2 separate regions of the Cricetulus griseus genome follow, and region 1 is linked to region 2. Evidence: chromatin contacts called from public Hi-C data. All regions are on one chromosome and are shown on one strand. The core of a region is the stretch at or near the end of the contact, and the rest is flanking DNA. Distances in the headings are between cores, read along the strand shown. Region 1 has its middle 20 kb from the start of Rsad2. Region 2 overlaps Rnf144a (E3 ubiquitin-protein ligase RNF144A).

Region 1 (6,689 bases), core at 3,723-6,222, 87 kb before region 2:
TAACACAGAGTGAAAAGATGGCTGAATCAGCCAAGAGTCTTGGGTAGCAACACACTGATACCGCTGGCTGGCAGAGATCTCAGAACCCGCCTAAACCACTTTGTGCCTTAGACTTTGATATGAGCAATGAAAAGCTTGGGCAGAGATTTCTCTCATTTATATTTTGTCTCTAACTAGATTCTACAGCATTTGGTTTTAGGACGTACACATTTAGGAAGCCAGGATTCATATATTTTTCTAAACAGGGTCTCATGTAGTCCAGGCTGGCCTGTCACTCCCTATTTAACCACAGATGATCTTGAGCTCTTAATCCTTCTGGCTGCACCTCCTATGTGCTGCGATTATAGGCGTGTGCCAATACTCTGGTTTATGTAGTTCTGGGCATTCATGCATGTTAGACAAGCACTCTAGCAACTGAATTACATCCCCAGCCTCCACTTTCTTCCTTCGACAAGTATGTATTGAATGTCTGGAACTTTCCCTGTCAGTGCTGAGAATGGCAATGAATAAGATACACCACGCCTCCATTCTGGAAGAAAACCAGAAGTAGAAAGGCCTTGTTTTCATTAACAGCTCAACCTTTTCACTAAGTGTCATATCTTTTCCTGCCTTTGGGAGACACTTTTATTTTTATTATCAAATTTATTCACTAAATTTTACTTATATGTGGGCATGTTCCAGGTGCTTTCCCTGGCTTGCTGGGTAAATTGGTGTCTAAAAAGTTTTTAAAAAATCATCTTATAGTTTGGAGGTGAGTTTTTTTTTTTTAGCTAGACTGGGTTTTCCACACAAACAGAACCACTAGGGAAATATTCTGTACATTATATACACATATACTATAGAATAAAGTCCATTTGTATCTATATAATTATATAGAAGTCCAAGATCTAGTGTGTGCATTAGAGTTGGTTCTTGTGACTATGGAAAGCAGGGCTCCTAAGAACCTCTTTGGGCAAGCAAGATGCCTTAGAAGCTTCTGGTGACATTCAGTCTGAGCTCATGGGTGGGAGAATCAGAATGGAGCTGTATGGATATTGGGAGACAGGTCAGAGTGATTCCTGGATTCTGAAGTTCAAAAGCCAGGATCTTCTGTATAGGAGGGCAGAAGACGGAAGTCCATGCCAGCAGAGAGCAAACTGCCTGGCACTTGCCTTTTGTTCTCTTTCAGCCTTCAGTGAGTTGGACCATGTTCCTAAGATGGGTGTGCTCTCTTAGTCCACTGGTTCCAGAGCCAGTCTCTCACAGCACTCTCAGAGACACAGCTCTGTGGACATCCAATAGCTCAGGCAAGCGGACACATGGCTTGTTATTATAGGGGCTGGATGTCTGAGCTGCAAGCACCTGCTCCAGGCTATCCCTGTCCTCTGATAGTTTACCCATCTCATCTTTGATATGTCCTGGTTTACAGAAGGACCTCCCGTCCCCAGTGCACAGTGCCAGCCCTGAGAAAGTGGGGTCCGTATTCTGATTTCCCCATTTCCTAAGGACAGCAGTCATAATGGACAGGGGAACCCAGCCTACTCTACTCTAACTGCACCTTAACCAATTCTACTGGCAATCACCCTCTTTGCGAAATGCTCAGACTTTGAGATAGTCATAGCTGAACTTCACACAAATTTCTTCAAGGTTCAGGGAGGACACAGATCGGTCTACAGCTGTGTGACTAAATGACTGCAACAGAGAAATGGCCACTTTACTCATACCTTCATGAATGTCCTCCATTTGGAAGACAGTGCATATGGCACCACAGATAGATTTTCCTGAGATGTCAAAGCTGAGAAAGAGGAAGGCTCTGAGGTAGGTGTGGGTGTGGCTGGGAACCCCACCCAGGATGACCTGAGAGTATCAGGAACTTTCTTCCTTCCTGAGGCTTTGTCCCAGGTATGCTGTTTGCTTCACCTGAAACAGTGCACATTGTGCCCTTGCTTCTGAGTGCCTGTCAGAGTGAGATTAGCAGGCACAGGTGGGACAAGGGTGTGTGGGGGTCACACCCCAGGTCTCCAGGAACACTAAGCCCCTCTGGAAGACAGGAGAGGAAAAGACACTCAACTTTTCACTTCCCTCTAGAAACAGAGAATCAGATTCACATAAAAGTAACAAAGTTAAGCTGAGGCAGGAGGTCATAAGTTTGAGGGAAGCCTGGGCTAGTTTGTGAGTCCCAGAGCAGCCTGGCTCCAGGGTTAGACTGTCTCAAAAGAAAAAGAAAATGAATCAAAAGAATGTGAGTTCTATACTTAGAAGTGCAATCAGAAGTTTAAACAACTTGCTTTGTCTATTTTGTTCTCTTTTTCCTCTTTTAACTGTAAGTCATAACTTTAAACTTCCTTCAATTGTATCTGGGAAAAGCTTCACAATGGGTTTCCATTGCTTCAGCCTCTAGACCATTTACATAGGCACGAGTGTATTCTCCTGGGCATCCATGCCCACTGTGAATGATCATAAGGTACCTACCCTGTAAGAGACAGTGCATGACACATCCCTGGCACAGACCCTAACAGTAAGGTCTTTCAAACAGGTTCAAAGTGACCACCTTGGGAGGAGATGACCAGTCTTTCACTGGCAAGGGGCTGGACTGAGGAGCCATTGTGAGGGTTGTATGGCTTTAAGAGCCAGGCAGCTTCTGGAGGGAATGGCATTAGTTCCTGAGAGCTCAGAGGAGCCAGCTTCCTTCATTAGTGAGCACTTACTACACTTGGACTCTGTGTGGGGTTTCATGGAAAGATTCCGTAGCTGATGATCTGAGCCTTGGAGCACACACCCAACACAGGAAACATGGCAAGTGCCATAATCCACGAATAAACAATATATATATATAAATATTTGGTGATTTGGAGATGTGGAGAGTAATGGCAGATTCAATGAGCTTCATTGATAAGCTGGAAATGCACTGCACAGTCTGCACAAACCCTGATTTCAATGCCTATGTGGAAAAGCCTCAGTCCATCTCCCCAGCGATAGTCTCATTAGCCAACTCATCACGAGAGTTGGGAGTGTAGATGCACAATTACCACATAAGTGCTGGCAGGTATCATTTCTGCAGTTTGATGAGGCTGGGTTTTCCATGTACCACCAGATATTCATAGGCAGTGTGTTTCTAGTCCCTGGTGTCATAGATAGAACAATATCTCAAAACTCCTGCTTCTACTTACTGTGAGCTTCCAGCCTCCCCAGCAAAACCTCTCAATCCTTCATTCATAACTTTGCTCCCCAACCAGGCCTGGGGAGGTGTGAACACATTTCTCTCAAAACTCAGGCCTTCAGGCAAAACTATTTCTTTCTTCCAGTGAGAGGCCGAAGCAACAAAGTACTGTTGTTCAGACTCTTAACTCTTCGAGCTTTCTCAAACAATGGCATTTATACAGAGTCTGAGGCAAGTCAAGGCTCTAGGAGGCTGGCACATGTCCTTGTTTTGTTTAATCGGACTTTTGCTTATTTGACGCAGGATCTCACTGTCTAGTCCAGGCTGGCCTTGAATTTTCGACCCTTCTACCTCAGAGGAGCTGAGAATGCTAGGCTTGCATGTGGGAGACACATCATCCTGCAAGTGCACGTTTTTGAAGATCAGAGACAGTCAACACATTAACTGATGGTGAGGATGTGGGTCTAGGGGCTCGGGAGACATCCCAGTCAGTGCAGTGCTTGCCATGCAGGCCTGAAGACCCAAGTTTAATATCCAGTATGCATGTCAACATAGAGGTGGGGTGCATGCCTGTCATCCTGGAACTGGGTAACGGGGGTCCTGGAGCTTGCTGGCCAACCAGCACAGCTTAGTTACAGGGTGTCAGGTTCAAAATGTATGGGGGAATATAGAGGTGGGCACCCCAGCATTGACATTAGGCATACATGCACGCCCACATACACATGTATAAACACAGTCATGCACACACAGATAAGAATGTACCAGCTGAAGAGAGATTATACAGAGCTTTCAAATCCCATTATGGGGAGGGAGACAGTGGGGGAGGGTAAGATGGAGAGGGGGAAATCACGGGACATGGGGGGGGGATGACAATAATGGCAGACAGGGGACCGGGATGATGGAGACCACGAACGATCAGAGAAGTCAAATTGGTTCTTCTCATTCCCCGGGCCAAATGGTGCAGGCCATGGCTGCTTGGGCCCAAATGCTTCACAGAACACCTTAGCAGAAGCAGTGTGTTTACGATTCTCCCAAGGGCCTTCTGTAGTCACCTCTCACCTCCCTACATTCCCAGAATCTTCCAAAATATCCTCACCAGCTGGGAGAAACAAGTCTTCAAAGCACTTGCCTGTGGGGACATTGCAGCCATCAGCCATACTCACAGGCATCGTTCATGGTTGGACGTTTGACATAGACATAAGACATTAACTTCCAGGAGCTACCAGAGTGAGTGCGGAGACAATAGCTCATGGGGGTTCACAGCCAGAGGTGGATCTCAGGTTCTAAGACAAAGAACTGAAACGTTGTAGCTGCTGCTTTTCCCATATGTGCACCGAGCTTCAGCTTCTGGCCATGCAGGTCGAGGACTCTGCTCCATCCATCGCTGCATCCAGGTGTTAGGGTGAAAAGATGATTCTTGTCCTCTGGCTCCGTCTTCATCTTAAAGTACTCACAGGCAGGATCATCAAGCAAGTTTTGGCAAACCCAAAGGCTCTCATTTACATGGCGAGACTCCATCCCAGGGTCCCAAATGCTCCTGGCTAGCTTCGCGTATTTTTTCTAGCTGCTGGTACTTGTTTTTATAGTACTGAAACAGGGGCCCACCTTCAGGCGGCCTCTTTGCATCCTTGTTTTTCTCCAGGGCACCCTGTCACTGAGCTGACCTGGACCCTCTGCCATCGCTCTAGGGAGCTGCCCGCCTGGTCCTGCTGCATGGACGTTGGGGCGCCTCTGGACGGCAGGGGGCGCAGGCATGCGAAATGGCTCTGCCTCCCGCGCCCGCGCTTAGTGCGCGCTCGCGCCCCGCCGACCCCGCGCGCAGTTCTCGGGGCGCAGGGCGGGGAGGCATAAAGGGCGCTGCGCTGCGGGGCGGGCTGCGCGCGCGGGAGGCTGACGGGGCAGCTGCACCCGCGAGCGGGCACCGGGCGGGGCCATCGCAGCCGCGCGCAACGAGGCCGAGCGGGAACCCGAACCGCGCGGGACCAGGTGGGTGACGCGCGCGTCCCCTTTGTGTCGGCATCGCCCAAGCAGGCGGGCCGCGCGGGACGGGGCTGTGCGGGGTTGATATCGGTCCCCCAGCCCCTGCTGCCAGGAGGTGACCCGCGGGCTCCGGGGCAGCAACTGAGGGCTCTGCTCCCGGTGTCCGCTCGGGTGGCGCCCGAGTCCCCCTGGCCGCTCGCACTTGGGGATTGTGCACCGTGGGGCAGTCTCCAGCCGCAGGCGCGGGGTACCCTGGGTTGGAGTGGCCCCGGTGGGCGGCCGTCTGCAGGCCTTGGGTGGACTCTCGCCGCGACCTGGTCGTGGGCAGAGTGAGGGCGTGGGGAAGGTCTGGTCGGTTCCGGCCGGCGGCAGTGGCGAGTACCCCGCAGTGCTTAGTTGCGCCTGTCCGTGGGCACTGTTCTCTGCTGGCCTCTGGCCCAGGAGTCTCTGTGTCCCTTGCGCCCCACCCGCCCTAGGAAGTCCCCTCAGGTCTCCCGCATCTCGCGCTCCGCAGCGCTCCCGGTTTTCTACACCATCTGTGGCGCTCAGAGATTTAACCGCTCCTGCCAAGGGGAGGCTTCCTGGTCCTAGGGCGGGAAGAGGCGACTTCTTCACCCTAGGCGGGCCTCTGGTGGTCTTTCCTAAAGTTTGCTCTAGTTTTCCGTTGGTCTCTTTTTCAGAGAACATTTAAAAAGATGCTTATTTTGAACAGTTATCTACAGCCTGCGTGGTGGTGCGGGGTCAAAGGCCAGGTAACAAGGAGAGCTGGACAAGGCCCTGGAAACCCTTCCCAGGGTTCCTGTGACCTAGGGTGGAAGGACAGTCCAGGCTTGCTTAGGATGGTTTTAAGAAGGAAGTGTCTTCCAGGAGTGGTGTCTGGGAGACAGAATAGACCCTTCTCAGTGATGCTGGCCAGGGTGAGAGTTTAGACTGCTAAGAGATGTGTATAAATACAACTCCAGAGGGAAGGCAATGTGGTCACGGTGCCCCGAGATGAGAGGGCAGAGACAAGGGCCTTTTAAAGGAGGGACATGGAGTCAGATGACCTGTGGGATATAGCCAGAGTGGTGGGAAAGGCCCCAGCAAAAGAATGCACAGTGTGAAGAACCTTTCCTACGGGATTGCCACCTTAGCCCCCAAGGAGCCCCAAGACTTGCTCATTATGCCTTCGTCAGTGATACCAAAGTCCGGAATACTTTTTTCTAGTTTCTTCCACAGTTTTGCTTTTATTACATTTGAAAGACTGCTCAGGATGTATGTCTAGAGGGGTTTTGAATTGCAGGCCAAGACTCTGGACTTGCCTCTGTGGAATGGGAGCCCTGGGTGGTCTTGCAAGAGAACAACAGACAGTACCCACTTTGCTTCAGAGTGGTTATAGCTGTGTTGAAGAGGGAGGGCCCGAGTGGGACCAGGAATCTATCCCACATGCAGAAGCTAGCTTTATGGAGCCCATTCCCTTGCTCAACTTTGATGCAGGGGGGAGGGGCTTGTCCCTGCCTTGATTTGATATGCTAGGCTTTGTTGACTCCCCATGGGAGGAATAGATGGGGTGGGATGGGGGATGGGGGTT
Region 2 (6,274 bases), core at 574-3,073:
TTGATGCCCTTTTCTAGCCTCCATGAGCATGGCATGTGCATGGTTCACACACATCCATGCAGGCACACACATAAAAATTGCATACATACACATAAAATTAGATTAAATAAATCTTTTACAACATCAATAGGGATTTTTAATGGCTTCAAAATTTGTTTTCCAGAGTCTGTTTCTTTAGATGGAAGACATCATTCACATTGGGGCATCTCACCTTAAACTTAATGCCGTGCAGCATTATAGACAGAATGGGAGGTTATAGAGTCAGTTAAGTTGCATCTAAGAACCTCAGACTTGTTTAAACCTGTTTTCATGGGTTCTTAACAGAGACTGGGAGTTGTTTCGATCACAGGAACATGAACGTTCTTTGACATCAAATTTAATTCAAATGTGAAGCTGGGTAGATTTTTCAACCAAATAATTTTGAGCTTTGTTTTTCCTCTGGCTTCGTCTAAAAGATTCTGGCTCTTGCATCAGAAATGAATCACCTTAACTTAGGTTAGAAAAATATGGAAAACCGTCACTAGAAAATATCTTAGCAGTCTAATGCTGAGTGATGTTTTAAAAGGATTTGGACTTAATACCACAGAAGTGCTGGCCAGATGGAATGTTAGAAGTGGGACCTAAAACACAGCTTCATATTCTAGCCAGCACCTTGAATGAACCTAGAGATGTGATCAGAAAGCTAACTTTGACTTGCTTCATTTCTTCAAAGTTTAGTCCATGAAGGACGTCTTGGGAGGAAATTCATTTAGATGATTTTCTAACATTTTTAGTTACAGAGAAAACTTACAGTGAGTTTAAGCTTCAAACACCTCTTTATTTAGCCCTGGTGTGTCTCCACTGACCCAGCAGCCTGCATTTTCATTTCAGATTCTTGACCTCTCCCCCCTGAAGTCTTTGTCCATCTGGAGGCCAGGGAAGGTTCTTGGGTACTGCTTTTGCTTTCTGGAACCTTCTGTTCCATTGGGCTCACTATAGCACCTGGGTGAGAAAAAGGTCTAGAGAAAGGTCCACGGAGCATGCTCTTGGGCGTGCCTGCCCTGCAGATTTTTAGTGTATGCCACGGAAAGCTACATGTGTTTTTTTCCAGGCTGTCTGGAAGTTCATAGTATCCCAACTTGATCCTTTTGTTTATTAAAAGAAAAGAAAATCTCTGAGTGATTAATAACATGACTGGGTACATTTCCACCCCTAACAATAACCAGAGTCCTCAGTTTGCAGTGTCTTCCCAACAGGGTCTAACCCACCACCGCAAATGAGGACTAGGTTACTAAGTGAGTCAGTCAATACAGCAGCTGGGAGCACATGAGGGTATGTTGGTTGCTGGTCCCTCAGAATAGTTTAGCATACCATTTGACTTTAAAGAGTAAACCTTGTGAAAAGTACCTTGATGTTTTTCTAAGAGATCTCTTGGGTCTCTGCTTCACCTACAATCCCTAAGAAACACACATTAACCCTGTCTCCTGAAGAGAAGGTCTGTGGGACTAGTAGGTCTTTGACAGAGTGGAGTTATGTCTGGATTCTCTTGCTCCCCCAGAAGACAGAGCTTGCTTCATGTTAACATAGTTCATGTACATACACTTGTGTATATAATACACGTGTGTATATGACACACTATATAGGATGCAGCACAGCATAGACAATGGGTTATTAATAGATGCTGGTGACAGGGAAACCAGGAGACACATTTATCCATTCTAAGACAAGCACATGAATGCTGTCTGCTCTGAGCTTTGTTATTGCCTGATCCCTGCTTGTACGCACAGCTGGAAGAATTGAGCAGTGGGAAGAACAATGAGCGTATTAATAGATTTCTGCTAGGCGTTGGGTCTGCACTGTCGGCCTCACAGCTCAAGGAGGATGCTGTAGTCTGCTCAGAGGCAGATCACTTCCCCTTTGCCTGTAGGGAATCTCTCTGTGTGGTAATAAGCAAGGCCATATTATGGCCCTGAGTAAACCAGTCATAGACTTAGAGTTGTTACCATGGAAACCTTCCTTAGGTCTCCCTTCCATGCCACAGCTGAATGGGCCTTCTGTGATAAAGGTACAAGGTGGCCTCTCTCACTGTTGTCAGAAGTGTGTGAAGAGAAGCCTGTCCTAACCCCCACTGATGTCTAGAGCACAGGAGTGTCACCAGGCAGGACATAGGGTTTCCCAGGGTCTGAGACAGGAAGCTTAGTCCTAACAAGGTCCAACTACAGCATGATATTAAACAGAAAGCCAGAGGCCTGGGTCCCTGTCACACATTCAGCATGTTGAGTCCCCATGTCTCCCTCTCCCCAGAACTTCATTCAGTAGCTATGCAGATAGAGTGTATCATATTGACCTGAGGTCAGGCTGGCTCCCCCATCACATACACAGAGAGAGTCAGAGACCTGGTAGGTGAATTTGAAGTTGTGTGTTGACAGGGGAAGAGCTGCTAGCAGAGAGAATCCTCAGGGTTCTTGGGCTATGGGAGCTTCCTGGGGATTTCCTCCCAGCATACACCTGAGGGCTGGGAGGTTTTAGGGAGCTCTCCGCATCTCAAGACTGAAAGTCAACTCTTCTCCATGTGCCCCAGTTCTGTCTCCACACTTATCCACATGTGCAGAGGTCAGGAACCTTCTTCAGACAGCACACATTGACACCAAGTCAGACAGTAGCTGCTCTTCATTATCTCAGTGTCAGGGGCATCTCAGAGGTTTTTACAGTACTGTCATGGAGTCCAGTCAGTGTGCGATGCAGGTTCTCAGACCTGGAGTCCCCCTGTTTTCACAGGCACCATCTCTGGCTGTTGCTTTCATATCAATAAGATATATGCTTTTATGCTTCTGATGAACTTACCTTAATAAATAAGGCAAGGAGTTACACTAGATTAAGGGTCAGCTGCCATGCCTAGTAGACCAACCCGTCTCCCACCCCCAGCTACTATAATTTAGGTTTTCTCAGAACCTTCATTAATGGGTGATAGTCTACTCTTAACCTCAAGTAGATGTTACAGAAACCCCCAAATCACATGGTCCCTAGGAATGTAAATAATACCTACCCTGCCCTTTACAGAGGTTGGCCGTCCTCTACTACAGTGGGTAAGGTCATTATTGAGCTTATACCTGACAGGCTTGCTCCTTTAGCACTGGCCAGATTGTCCCCTATTCTTGAGGAACATGGACCCCATGGAAAGGCACACTCAAGCTGTATGAGGTCACACACTCTACAGCTTCAGACCTTGTAACTGAGGATTTATTTGGCTCACCATTGGAAGTTCTGTAAGCCCACCACAGTGGGGAAGCCATGGTGGCAGGAATGTGAGGTGACTGGTCACATTGCATCTGCAGTCAGGAAGCAGAAAGGAACGAATGCTTGTTCTTTGCTTGATTGCTTCTTCTTATTCAGCCCAGGACCCCCATGCATCGGAATGGTGCTCCCTACAGTTCGAATGAGTCCTCCCACATTGTCCTAATTTAGAAGCTGCCTCAGAAACATGGGCAGAGGCTTATGTGCTAGGTCAATGCTTATCACAGCCCTCTGCAGTCTCAGTCAGCTGGGTGTCCCATTGAGTAGAGTTCCTGTCTTTGAATCAGGTGAGCCACAAATGTATCTGGCTACCTGGGGGTTGGGCCAGGATGTTTACAAACAAACACCCTTTTCCTTGCACATTAGCAAGTTCTTTTTGCACATTTCCCCATCAAAATTCAGTGCTCCCCAGATTGCTTCTCAAGAACAGCCCGACTACAAAGCTGAGGGTCAGTGGCCTATACAGCCTTGTGGAGATGGTCTGGTAATCCGTTGGCCTGTGTGGTCCCTGTCAGAATGTTAGCCTCCTGCTGGTGTTGCCTACCACAGCTGGTGTAAGTTTGAAGTCCACTAAAGAGGAGGGAAAGCGAGATGCTGGGCTGGCTCACCGCAGAGAGCAGCTATAAATGCAGGGCTTAGATCGTGATGTGAAGGAAGGAATGCCACCATATTCTGTTTTTAAACTAAACTTCCTGACCAATCCCATTAAGAAAAGTTTTGCAGTAGCTTAGACTTAACCTGCAGGGAATGCAAGCTGCTAGTTTTACCCAGGTTTAGACTTGGCAAGCGAATCTGTCTTGGGCATGTGAATCACCCTACTAGAAGACTAATTATGAACAAAATATGACACCTAGTTCTAGAAATGCCATAGCAAAAGCCATGGTTCTGTATGCCACTGTAGACAGGCATAAAATGGAAGAAGGCCTCCTTCCTTTTTACCTTCCAACAGAGATTTGCAAGTGGGTATGTGTGAACCTGGCGCTAAGTAGTGAGGGTTCAAGACAAGGCTGTTATGTGAATTCAGGAAATGTGTCCTGGTTGTGGTGGGAACATGGAGGGCAGGTCAGACAAGGATCTAGTGATGTTGGCACTCAGAGAGACTGGGCTGGGTGAGCAGCCAGAACGAAAAGCAATTGGAGGGTGAGATGGCAGGTGTGGGAGCCCTTGGCATACCAGGTCCAAGGCTGAAAAGCTGGGAGAGGCTTGAGTGGAATTGGATGAACATGGGAACAGTAAAGGAACAGTTTATCTGGAGTGTATTCTGACTGCCTTAGTCGGTGCCCAGAGGGCCTTCTCCATGTTCACCCTCTCCAGTGTCTGTGGTGTCCTGAATCTGATTTTCATCTTCTGTCTCCTTGTGCTAGAGGTGCTTTTTGACCCTTGCCGGACATGGTGCCCAGCAACCACCTGCCAAGCCGTGTGCCAACTCCAGGACATAGGGATGCAGACCCCCCAGCTGGTGCAATGCAAAGCCTGCGACATGGAATTCTGCTCCGCATGCAAAGCTCGCTGGCACCCTAACCAAGGCTGCCCGGAGACCATGCCAATCACCTTCCTTCCTGGGGAGACCAGGTATGGTAATGCAGGAGCTGTGGAAGAATGAATGGGCTGAGAGCCATGGGCTGGGTGCTGAGAGCCATGGGCTGGGAGCTATGACTGGCTTCCTTCCAGAAAGTGCCACCTGAGAGCATGTGACTATTACATGCTCAGTACACGGTCTACCTCCTGAGTCTCTTTCACACCTGTGGTTTGTTTACATGTGAGAATATTTGCCAGGTACAATGAAAGTCTCTGGTAATGTAAAGATGTGTAAGATCCCCTTTCTACTCCTTAAATGGATGAAAGATGCACTGTGGGCTACACACCCAGAGTAAGTCCTTTGGTACCTGCAATTTTTCCTCTGTTGGGGGTGATCTGAAATGGGAGTGTCGCAATAAGAACAATGGTCATAGTGAGTGCTGGTGAAAAGCATGATCACTAATAGGCCCATGGGTACCTGAAGCTAACAGCCCCGCATCTCTCTAAAATTTAGTCTATTACAATATGGCAAAAAACTACTGCATTTCTTCCCTCTTGCTCCTCCCAGTCAGATAGCCCAGCTGTTTGCCTAGGTAGACTTTGTAAATTAATCCCATGAACCTTAGAATTTAACAGAGTAAACCATAAGAAATTGGTTATAGCAGGAACATCCCTCCCCAACAAAATGTATACTGTCATGTAGTTCAGCTAGGCAAAGTGGCCGTACTGATGCTGAAGAGACTAGCATGACTGCCCTCTCATCCCTGATTTCCTTTGCCCCCCCCCCACACACACACACTGGTCCCTGATTTCCTTTGCCCACACCGCCACTGGTCCCTGGTTACCTTTGTATCCCTGTCTTCAGGAAGGCACCCCAGCCATGCTCCAGCCACAGATCCTCTGTTGATCTCCCAGGACAGCACTGTCATCTCTCACTTTGTACACTGTCCCCAGGCCCTTCTACCATGTTCCTTTTCCAGAGCCTCCTTGCTGACCTTTGCACAGGGCTCTCATCCCTTCTGTCAGCTCTGTCACCAGGGTAGGCTTGGTGACAGCATCCTTTGCTTTCCTGCTGCAGTTTGGATGTATGAACCACCATCCAGGACTTGCTATGTTGTAGGTCCCTGTTCCCATTCATGGCTGATGCTTCTGCCATCAGAGGCTATACATACTTGCTGATTGACCCTTCATGCATCAGGCAATTGATACTAGCAAAGATCACTGAATTTAGATGCCAGGTTATAGAAGCTTCCAGACCCTAGGAAGAAATGTCCTTGCTCTGTAGCTTGATTAAAAGTAATCAGCAGAAGTTGACTTCCTGGGATGGAAGAGCTAGAAGCAGATGAGGCATCTACTTAGGGAAACAGTCCAGCTTTTGTCCCTAAGAGTAATCCCTAGTAAATGAATGAGTGACTCCTGCCTCTTAGCCCGAATTAACAGGAATGGAGGACTCTTTCTAGTGGAATAAAGGAGGTTCCTAGCC

Evidence for each region. A called contact is a pair of places that touch in the nucleus more often than the background predicts.
Region 1: a contact with region 2 is called in a Hi-C map of liver, with 3 times the contacts expected there. The contact joins two enhancer-like sites. A contact is called at or near these places in 2 of 8 Hi-C or Micro-C datasets (fibroblasts and liver).

Annotation. Positions count from the first base shown.
Region 1 is chr7:29,181,399-29,188,087 of CriGri-PICRH-1.0, reverse strand. No RefSeq gene overlaps it. Among named protein-coding and RNA genes, the nearest start is that of Rsad2, 20 kb to the left of the region's middle. Within about 2 kb of position 4,972, at least 1 of the 6 cell types and tissues checked has open chromatin away from gene starts, as enhancers often do.
Region 2 is chr7:29,091,665-29,097,938 of CriGri-PICRH-1.0, reverse strand. Rnf144a (E3 ubiquitin-protein ligase RNF144A) reads left to right here. Exons shown (of 7, transcript XM_035447183.1): 4 at 4,638-4,845. Among named protein-coding and RNA genes, the nearest start is that of Rnf144a, 14 kb to the left of the region's middle. Within about 2 kb of position 1,823, at least 1 of the 6 cell types and tissues checked has open chromatin away from gene starts, as enhancers often do.